Linked DNA regions of Mus musculus: region 1 is linked to region 2. Evidence: chromatin contacts called from public Hi-C data. All regions are on one chromosome and are shown on one strand. Each heading gives the region's core, a stretch centred on a gene start, on an enhancer-like site or on the middle of the called end of the contact. The rest is flanking DNA. Distances are from core to core; before and after follow the strand shown.

The links. Hi-C and Micro-C count contacts between places; a contact is called where the count stands out from the background.
Region 1: a Hi-C map of muscle stem cells shows a contact between it and region 2, with 3 times the contacts expected there. The contact joins two enhancer-like sites. A contact is called at or near these places in 1 of 15 datasets of contacts at CTCF or cohesin (CD8 T cells), 1 of 484 Hi-C or Micro-C datasets (muscle stem cells) and 2 of 9 other capture datasets (liver and pancreatic islet).

What each region holds. Positions count from the first base shown.
Region 1 is chr5:8,308,950-8,314,108 of GRCm38.p6, reverse strand. The region is part of intron 3 of Adam22 (a disintegrin and metallopeptidase domain 22); the gene reads left to right. Among named protein-coding and RNA genes, the nearest start is that of Adam22, 57 kb to the left of the region's middle. Within about 2 kb of position 1,843, at least 39 of the 459 cell types and tissues checked have an H3K27ac peak or open chromatin away from gene starts, as enhancers often do. A contact at or near this core is called in muscle stem cells, where this site is marked.
Region 2 is chr5:8,118,876-8,123,703 of GRCm38.p6, reverse strand. Adam22 (a disintegrin and metallopeptidase domain 22) reads left to right here. Exons shown (of 31, transcript NM_001310440.1): 22 at 2,537-2,656. Among named protein-coding and RNA genes, the nearest start is that of Sri, 65 kb to the right of the region's middle. Within about 2 kb of position 3,388, at least 11 of the 459 cell types and tissues checked have an H3K27ac peak or open chromatin away from gene starts, as enhancers often do. A contact at or near this core is called in muscle stem cells, where this site is marked.

The DNA.
Region 1 (5,159 bases), core at 594-3,093, 190 kb before region 2:
GCAGTCAGCTGAGGGGCAGAGCACTTGATTCACTTGTGTGAGGCCATGGGTTTGATTCCTAGCTCCATAAAAAAGAAAGTTTGCCAATTTAACAGCCATTACATACTGGAAATATTAAAGATCTATTTTCTCAAACGTGAAGTGTTTCTGAAGGTTCAGTGTTCTTCAGTTTCCCTCATGTCTCTTTCCATCCTGTTTGTTCCTCCCGAGAATAAGCAGATGCACTGCTATTGGAGCCCTACCCACCCCGCACTGTTGTGATCTGTTTTCTCTGTGGAATGAAGTATTGACAGAAAGCAACAGGACAGAGAGATTAAAAATATGCATCAATTAGAGAGCCAATTGCAGCATGGCTTTCAGTCAGTGAGTGTTCTAGCTGCAGCGCTGACGGTTCAGCTGGAACGCATGCTTAAAGAAGAGTATCTTTTGACTCATTACTAAAATTATACCTTACTTTTTTTCATAGCATGAGGAAATTTGGAATAAATGTCTACCAGAATTCTACATCATTCTGAAATATATGTGAAGACTAGTGATTTTAATGTGTTTATTCTGTATCTATTATTTTGTTTTTATACCCACAAAGACAATATTCTATGCTTGCATTATTCATGATGGTTAAAGTTTTAAAACCTGGGGACAAATTTTGTGATTTTGGATTTCAGTTTAGTTGACAAAATCATTAATAAATAGAAGCTTTGAATTAGATGACCATGCTAATGATGATTTGAGTACTTGCCCTTTTTTTCTACAATTTAGAGAAGTTCATATTTCTTTTATCAGGATAAATACAATTTTAATTACTTGTGGTCGGTGGGGGAATAAAGCAGGGGTGAGATAGGAAAGAAGAGACCTGGGCTTCATTTTCACCATAGCAGGAAGGACAGCGGCCAATTCCTCTGTTTCCCACTCATTTGCGTTTAGCCTCCTGGTCCAGTCATTAAGGTTGCATTGTTGTGTCTTACAAATGCTTCTATCTTCTGAGAATTAGGAGAACTGCTACATTTCCTGTGACATCCTCAAGAAAAATCGAAAAGAGCTTAATACTTGGACACCTGCCTGTCTTTTGGTTCAAAGGGTAAAGACACATATAGAAAAAGAATGTAGAAGCCATTGGCCAACACTGGCCAGGAGCATGAAAAGCAGTAGAAATCCAAAAAAACTACCTTTCAGCAATGAGGAATCTCTTCTTGCTCAGAAACCTCGCATGCCACGGACTCTCAGAGAGAGGATGACCCTCCTGGTCCTATGGGTCTGTGTGCTGTACTTCAAATGGGAGGATGAGATTTTAAGGCTCAAGGCTTGACTTGATGCATGGTACTCTGTCACCTAAAGACTTTGTTTTTAAGACCAAGTTTCTAGTGTTGTAGATAGTGTGTGGGGGACTCCTCTCCACCCCCATCCTTACTGTCTGTAATACACTTTATTTATCAGTGGATCGGCCCTAAGCAGTCTAGCCCTTGGCTGAAATGTTAACAAGTGGAAATATTCAGAGATGGGCACTTTGGATGTGCCTCTTAGGAAAAAGCCAAGTGCATGACAGCATTGTGACTCAAAAGACCTAGATGTGGGCAGTAGCTCTGTGATGAGTTATGCAATGTTCTCCGTGTTGCATAATCTCTGGAAGTGAGTCTTCTTGACTTTAAAATGGCAAATGCTCTGCTTGAACTGACAGAGAACTTATGTAAAGATAATGTATGTTATCAGCTTTCCTAGGTAGTTGCAGATGATGCTTATTGATATCTGGCAACACTTTAAATCAAACTCACAAGGGAAGGGAGAAAGGACTGAGTCCTGTGAGTCATGTCCCAGGGAGTTCTGCTTGTTTTGGTTTGCAGCCTGCGATTCTGATTTCTGTCTAGCTCTCTCTCATTTCTGCTGTGTTCTGTCTTTTTTTCTAACTCGCTGTGTATGTGTGCCTTCAAGTTCAGCTGAGGGGGAAGGAATGCCTGTATTTGCTTCATTATCTCAGTGAGTCTTATTGGCTTCATCCCACTCCAGAAGAGTCACAGGCTCATCACTAAACCTGATACTGTAACCTTGCAGTACCTTGGGGCTCTTGTAGACCAGCCTGAATTTGGGTGTGGAATCTGCCTTTCCCAACCCACAGATGCTGAATTGGGCAGGGATGACTTCCTAAAGGACATTTAGGGTGTATATTACAGCATCAAAGAATGGCTAGTGAACAAGTCATTTTTATTTTATTTTTGTCTGTGAAGAAAATATGCCTATGATCTAAAAAGATAGTCAAGAAATAGCTGAGCAATGTGCACAACAAATGAAGAAAGGACTACATTTTCTTTAAAAAAAATTAACCACTTTATTTTGTATTTTGAAGATCTTTGCCATAAATTTATATTGTAGGAAAAAACTCTAGTAGCTTATTTTTCAGATTATATCAGGAAGGAAGGTAGGACGTACGGCCCAATATTGATCACATGTCTAGGATTACGGAATCCAGAGGCTCTAGGAACCAAATGTTTGGCATGTTTATAACATTTTATTGTGGTGATGTGCACTGTGAGAAGCATCATCTTGAGTGCAGTGTAGTTATTCATGCGTTTTCATCATCACAGTCATGCATCTCTAGAACGTCTTTCACTTTGTAGAACTGAACTTAGAAAAGAAAGAGAAAAATTTCTATTATGTGACTAAAACAGATTATAACAGCCAAGAGCATCAAACTCCATTCATTTAGATGACTCTGTGTGTGTGCATGAGTGCGTGTTTGTGTGTGTGTGTTTGTGTGTGTGTGTGTGTGTGTGTGTGTGTGTGAGAGAGAGAGAGAGAGAGAGAGAGAGAGACAGAGACAGAGACAGAGACAGAGACACTTGGGTTTGAACCTGGGACCTTGAGTATGCTCATCAGCTCCTTTATGTTGGATCTTTATCCTAGGCTGGGCCTGAGTTACTGTAATACAAGCAGACCGTGGACTATGGTACTCTTCCTTTAGCCTCCCAAGTAGCTGGAATTACAGGCCTGTTCCCCCGGGGCTGGCTAGATGACTATTTTATGAGATCATTTTTCACTTGTTTCTTGATCTTAGCCCAACACATTATTCATTCCATAGGAGGTTGGGCTGGAAAAAAAGTAACAGCATCAGAGAAACACCATCCTAGGTGAAATGAGGGCATGCAAACCTGGGAGGCGTAGGAGCCTTTGGTTAGAACCTGCAGCTCTTTGTCAGGAATGTGCACGTCATTGCCAACACGGTAGCTTCACACATTGTGAAATTATTCCGTTTCTGTGACCAAGGGCTCAGAAGGAAAAGCCGAGCAGAGAAAAACCATGAAAAACCCAATAACGTTTTTGTAACATTTTATTTGGAAAGGGCAGACAGCTACAGCAAGCATGTTGTGACTGCCCCCGAGGGGAACAGGGAGTCTTAGGAGATTTAGAATAAACAACTTTAAGAGATTTTAATAGGCAGAAAGCTAAACAGCTCTAACCCAGGGAAGAAGGGAACAGTTTACAATTGCTCCCTGGGTTGCAGAAACATTTTATTCATTATTATTTAAACCTTATGATAATTCTATTTACTGAAGGAGAAAGTGAAGCAGAGAGTTTAGGGCTTTAGGAGTGCTTAGGAACACAAGTGGGGCAATAACTGGGAATCAGGTGGACTGGTACGCTGCTTCTGCCGCAACTCAAACCTTCTGTGGAAATGCGTTTGGCTTTCTTCCTTTAAGCTTGACGGACACTACTAATCACTTTTTCAGGGCCTGGACCAGTGCGTAGAGCGCTTGCTGCGTTTGCAGAGGACCCATATTCAGTCCTCAGCACCCACATAATGGGATGTAATTCCATTGACCTCTGAGCAATACATGCATGTGTTATATTTTCATACACGCAGGCAAAACACTCATGCACACAGAATAAAAGTAAATAAAAATAACCCCACACTTTTTGAATTTTTCAAAAAAGGCAGAGTTAATGTGAGAATTAAATACGATGTTGAGAACATTTGACTTTCAAATTTGAAAATGGAGTCAGAATATAGTCTCCCCTTGGAGATAGCTGCTCTTTAAGAATACTGTCAGTGAAAAGACAACTATTTCCAGAAACTTAAACACCAACAACTTGTCACTGTTGAAGGGCAGCTGGCATTCTTTGAGTTATTTTAAATGTTCCTAAAGCAAGTTTCTAAGATTGGTGAACTTTGGGACAAACTCTTTATTATGTATGCCTCTTGGATTTGTATGGAGAGGGCCTTGTGGAGCTGGGAAGTTGCCTTTCCGGAGCCTCTAGCTCTGGAGTTGCTAGGTCTCTATGGACGGCGTGGACTTGAGACAGGCAGATACAAGGCTTGAGAATACAGAAGATTCCCATTAGGGAAATTGAGGAAGATACAGATTTAATTTTTTTTATTATTTCTTTTACATCCCAACTGTGGTTTACCTTCCCTCCTGTCCTCCCAGTCTCCACCCCCACCCCCACCATCCACTCCTCCTCCACTTCTCTTCAGAAAAGGACAGGCCTACCATGGATGTCAACCAGCCATGGCATATCAAGTTGCCGTGAGACTAGACCTCCTCTCCTATTAAGACTGGACAAGGTAATCCAGTAGAGGGAAAGGGCCCAAAGCACAGTTAGAAACAGCCCTTACTACCACTGTTAGGCGTCTCACATGAACACTAAGCTACACAACTGTAACATATATGTGGAGGGCCTAGGCAAGTTCCCTGGTTGGAGGTTCAGTCTCTGTGAGCCCCGATGAGCCCAGGTTAGATTATGCTGTTGGTTTTTCTTGTAGTCTCCTTGACCCCTCTGGCTCTTATAAGCCTTCCTTCCCATCTTCCACAGGATTCCTTCTTTGGCTGTGGGTCTCTGAATCTGTTTCCATCAGTTTCTAGGTGAAGCCTCTCTGATGACAATTGGCCTAGACACGAATCTATGAGTTTAGGAATCATTTCATTGACTTGACTTTCCTTCCCTTCCCTTCCCTTCCCTTCCCTTCCCTTCCCTTCCCTTCCCTTCCCTTCCCTTCCCTTCCCTTCCCTTCCCTTCCCTTCCCTCCCCTCCCCTCCCCTCCCCTCCCCTCCCCTCCCCTCCCCTCCCCTCCCCTCCCCTCCCCTCCCCTCCCCTCCCCTCCCCTCCATCTTCACTCTTACCTTTTGTCAGTCCTGTTTGTTTCTATCCTACTTTTGTGTGTCTATCCT
Region 2 (4,828 bases), core at 2,139-4,638:
TAGCCAGGCTCTCACAGAAGGCCTGCTCTAACCCAGCTCACAAAACTCCAACTGCCTGCAAGGAAGGACAGGCTCCAGTCAAGAGACAGCAAGGCCAATTAACATCAGAGATAACCACATGGCAAAAGGCAAGTGCAAGAGCATAAACAACAGAAACCAAGGCTATTTGACACCATCAGAACCCATTTCTCCCACCACAGCAAGTCCTGGATACCCTAACACACCTGAAAAACAAGATTCTGACCTAAAATCCTATTTCATGAATATGATAGAGGACTTTTCGAAGGACATAAATAACTCCCTTAAAGAAATACAGGAAAACACAGGTAAACAGGTAGAAGTCCTTAAAGAACAAATACATAAATCCATTAAAGAAATTCAAGAAAACACAATCAAACAGGTAAAGGAATTGAACAAAGCAGTCCAGGACCTAAAAATTGAAATAGAAACAATAAAGAAATCACAAGTGGAGGCAACCCTGGAGATGTAAAGCCTAGGAAACAGATCAGGAGTTACAGAAGCAAGCATCACAAACAAAATACAAGAGAGGAGCAAGAATCTCAGGGGTAGAAGATATCATAGAAGAAATTGACACACAGTCAAAGAACATACAAAGTGCAAAATCTCCTAACCCAAAAACATCCAGGAAATTCAGGACACAGTGAAACAGCCAAACTTAAGAATAATAGGAATAGAAGAGAGTGAAAATCCCAATTCAAAAGAAACCTCTTCAACAAATTCATAGAAGAAAACTTCCCTAACCTAAAGAAAGAAATGACTATAAACATATAACAAGCCTATAGAACACCAAATAGATTGAACCAGAAAAATCCTTCCATCACATAATAATCGAAATACTAAATACACAGAACAAAAAAATAATATTCAAATAGGTAAAGGAAAAAGGCCATGTAACATGTAGAGGAAGACATATCAGAATTACACCAGACTTCTCAACAGAGACTCTAAAAGCAAGAAAATGGACAGATGTCATACAAATCCTAAGAGAACCAAAAGCCAGCCCTGGCTACTATACCCAGCAAAGTCTTACTATTCTTAATACTTACAGCACATTGCCCTATGTTAATGTACTTGTAGGAACTATTCATTCCTTAGAAGCAGTTTTATATCTGTACCAACACCAGTGCGAAATTCATTCACTCATCAAGGCCCATTTGAAAACAAACTTGCTCTATACATTATTTCCTGATTGGCTCTCCCAGTTCCCCTCTAAACTCTCACAGACATAGACCTTGCACTATTCTTATGGCCCACATCCTCAGTTTGATGTTTTGTACATGCTTATGTATGAGTTGTGTCTTCTTATGGAGTAGAATTCTTGTGAGGATAAACATTATGTTACACTTTTGTTATAGGTTTTATATTACAAGTAGGTAGTGTGCAAAAATGAAACTAAAAAGGGTTTAAATATTCCTTCTATATTTTGTTTATAAGGCATGCATATATTTAGAATATAACTTTATATTTACATATATTTCTATGTTTAAAATATTTTCGAGAATGTACCTTTTCTATTTTAGTGATAATTATAGATCCCTATTTTTTCTATGTTATCCATCATATAAATTCTGATATTTCCATGTGTGATTTTGCTGCTATGTTAATCATTTAGTGGGTTTTTTTTTTGGTTGTTTGTTTATTTTCTTTTGTTTTTTTAATTCCTCTGGGTATAGTCCTGGTTATCTAGAACTTGCTCTGTAGACCAGGCTGGCCTTGAATTCAGATATTCACCTGCCTCTGCCTCCCAAGATTAACATGTGCACCACTACCATCTGGCTTAGTGTTTTTTACTTTTAAATATGTTATCACTATTGATGACAAAAATGTATTTGTTAAAAGAATATATAAGCCAGGCGTGGTGGTGCACGCCTTTAATCCCAGCACTCAGGAGGCAGAGGCAGGCGCATTTCTGAGTTCGAGGCCGGCCTGGTCTACAAAGTGAGATCCAGAACAGCCAGAGCTATACAGAGAAACCCTGTCTCGAAAAACCAATATATATATAGCAATATTTTTGATACAGCAACCTACCTGTTAATTTCTGAACATATGATTTGTTTAGAAGGGCGGCTTTGCAGCTTTGTGGCTGGGAATCTCCATGAGCAGTGGATCACCCCTTCTTTGGTTTTGGGAGGCAGGACTCAGAAGTAGCTATGTTACAGGATATTCAGGCAATGTTTACTCACTTACCCAACATTAAACAAGTTTATCATTTCCAGCAGTGTATGGTATACAAATCATTCTGATAAAAAGGCACATTTGATGGATAACTTTCCTTAACCAGTCATCTAGGGAGCTATTAGGATTTTGGACCACCAGTTGGAGTGTTAGAGATGTTAATCTTGAGACCTGGAGTCGATCCAACATTGGCTTATTTTATTTTGCTTAGCATACACATGAGTAATGTCACTGATAGATGAGAAAGACTAACAAGAGAGAAGTCAGTACTTCAAAGTGTGAACTTCATTTTGTCTTGGGGGAAGAAATCAAGTTGATAACTGGTCCTCTTTTAACACAGGGATGTACTTTGTGGTTACCTCCTGTGCACAAACATTGGCAACATCCCAAGGCTCGGGGAGCTTGATGGTGAGATCACATCCACATTAGTTGTGCAGCAAGGAAGAACATTAAACTGCAGGTAATCATCGAACCATTCTGTGATTGCATTAGTCACTTTACTTACAGCAGCTAGATTACTGTTTCCAGTGTGTATGCATGTCCATCATCTGAACTTAAATCTAGTTCATAATGTGATTACGTAAATTGTAATTGAAAAATGAAAAGTAGTTAAGAGTGATACATGGGGATTGTTACTTGGCTGCTGGAATTATGTTCAGCTGCTCAGTAAAATCCAGTAGGGTTTGGCTTGCATTTTCTTCTTAGTGAGGGGCTGGAGACTTATGGATAGAGGCAGTCATCACAAGTCAGCATTTCATTTTGCTTCTTGCTGAAGTTCCGCGATATTCAGTTTTCCTTAAGAGTTATATATCTGCAGGAAAGCTCAATCATGGAGTTGAGGCAGCAACCATCTACATCTGGAATATGTACAAATGGCTCTGGGGCTCACTCTTAAGGAAGACTTTGAGAAAGTTGAATTTGTAGGTCAGTAAGACGGGAACACTGAAACACCTTGTAATGTCTTGGAAGCATCAGAAATTGGCAGCATAGTCTACTGTTCAAGGAGGGATTAGATGAGTTTCACAGCAGATTTTTAAATAAAGAAGTTGTGTGGAAGTTTGAACAATAAGAAGGAGTCTAACACATAGATTCCTTTGGTAACTCAGCCACAAAGGGGCTGGCCTGCACTTCCATTGGAGCTTCAGGCCCTGTCTCCACAGAGAATTAAACAGAACGTTCCTAATTTGAAGGGTTGATACTAGGATTGCATGGAAGTGATTCAGCCTCAAGGAATGCTCACTGTGGATACCATGGAAGTTCCAGTCATCTGTCTGGTTATTACTGACTGGCATACAAAGAAAATCTCTAATGTGGAAAACCGGAGTGAACAGAAAACCCCAAAAGACTTTTTATCATAAAATGAAATAATAATGTTCTACTTTAATTAATCAGATCATGGAAGAAAAATATTCTGTTGGAAGTGAACTTTAGCGGTTGAAATTGTCTCCCTGGAAGTAGGACAATAACAAAGTAAAGAAACTGAATGGCTAGAAAGAACTCCACAATTAGAACATAAATACAGAAGAACAGAGAAACAGTAAGGAAGAAATTGTCCATGAGTGACGTCAGAGACAGATGTAAACCTTCTTATGGAAGCACTGTAGGACAGACGAGAGAGTCATCAGGCTTCCACAGAAGAGGCTCAAGAACTAGAGCACTTTAAGGTTGATCACTGGGAGTCTAGGGAGTCAGAAGACACTGGAAAAAGTATTTGTAAATTACAGTTGTCTATCAGACTCAGACCAGGGCTCCTTGAGCACACCTCTAATCTCAGCACTTAGAGGCTGAGACATAAGGATGATGGTTTCCAGATAAGACTGAACTATATAATAAGATCCTGTCTTTAAAAGATCATATATACCCTGAGACTATAAAATGACATGTTAGCATGCAATTTTCTCCAAAATGTATTCTTCTACACCTGTCTTCAAAAAGTTAATGAAACAAGTGTATCCATAAAGATGAAGGTTGAACAAAGGAAAAGAAAGGCTAGGTATAGAGGAGGCAGAGTCTTCCACTCAGAGACAGTATCATAATGGAGCTGATAGTGAAAGCATACCCAGGGTTTACAGCTCTTTGACAGGTACAAGGCAAAACCAGAACACACAGGAATGAGCTGGGAGCACTCTAGGAGAGATGTCCACAGGCAGATGCACTGAGGCTCAACTGTGTTTTCAATGGGGATTAACAGCCAGACTGAATTAATTTTATATTAAAGATGGTAAATGCATAGGAACATAGAGAGATAAACAGCCAACAAATAAAGGAATAAGCTAAATTAAGACAAAACTAGTTCAGAAGTTGAAAGCATTTAATCATAACCATTATTTCACTCAACAACCAGCATTTACAGTTGTAATAATGTACATATTTGTTATTGATTACATTAAATTATGAAAGGATAAAGGAGAAATTGTGTATCAAATTAAAAAAGAGATAAGTGCTCTTATTGCATATAGAGAAATTAATTGATAATACCAATAGTTGAAAATTAAAAAAAATAGTATAATTTAGATGTTTTGAAGCACAAAAATAGCACAGAATCAATAGTATAAAGAAAGTGGTTCTCTTCTAGGATGATGTAAGGCAGGGCTAGTTCATTTAAAAACTAATATATCTAATGCGAGGAAAG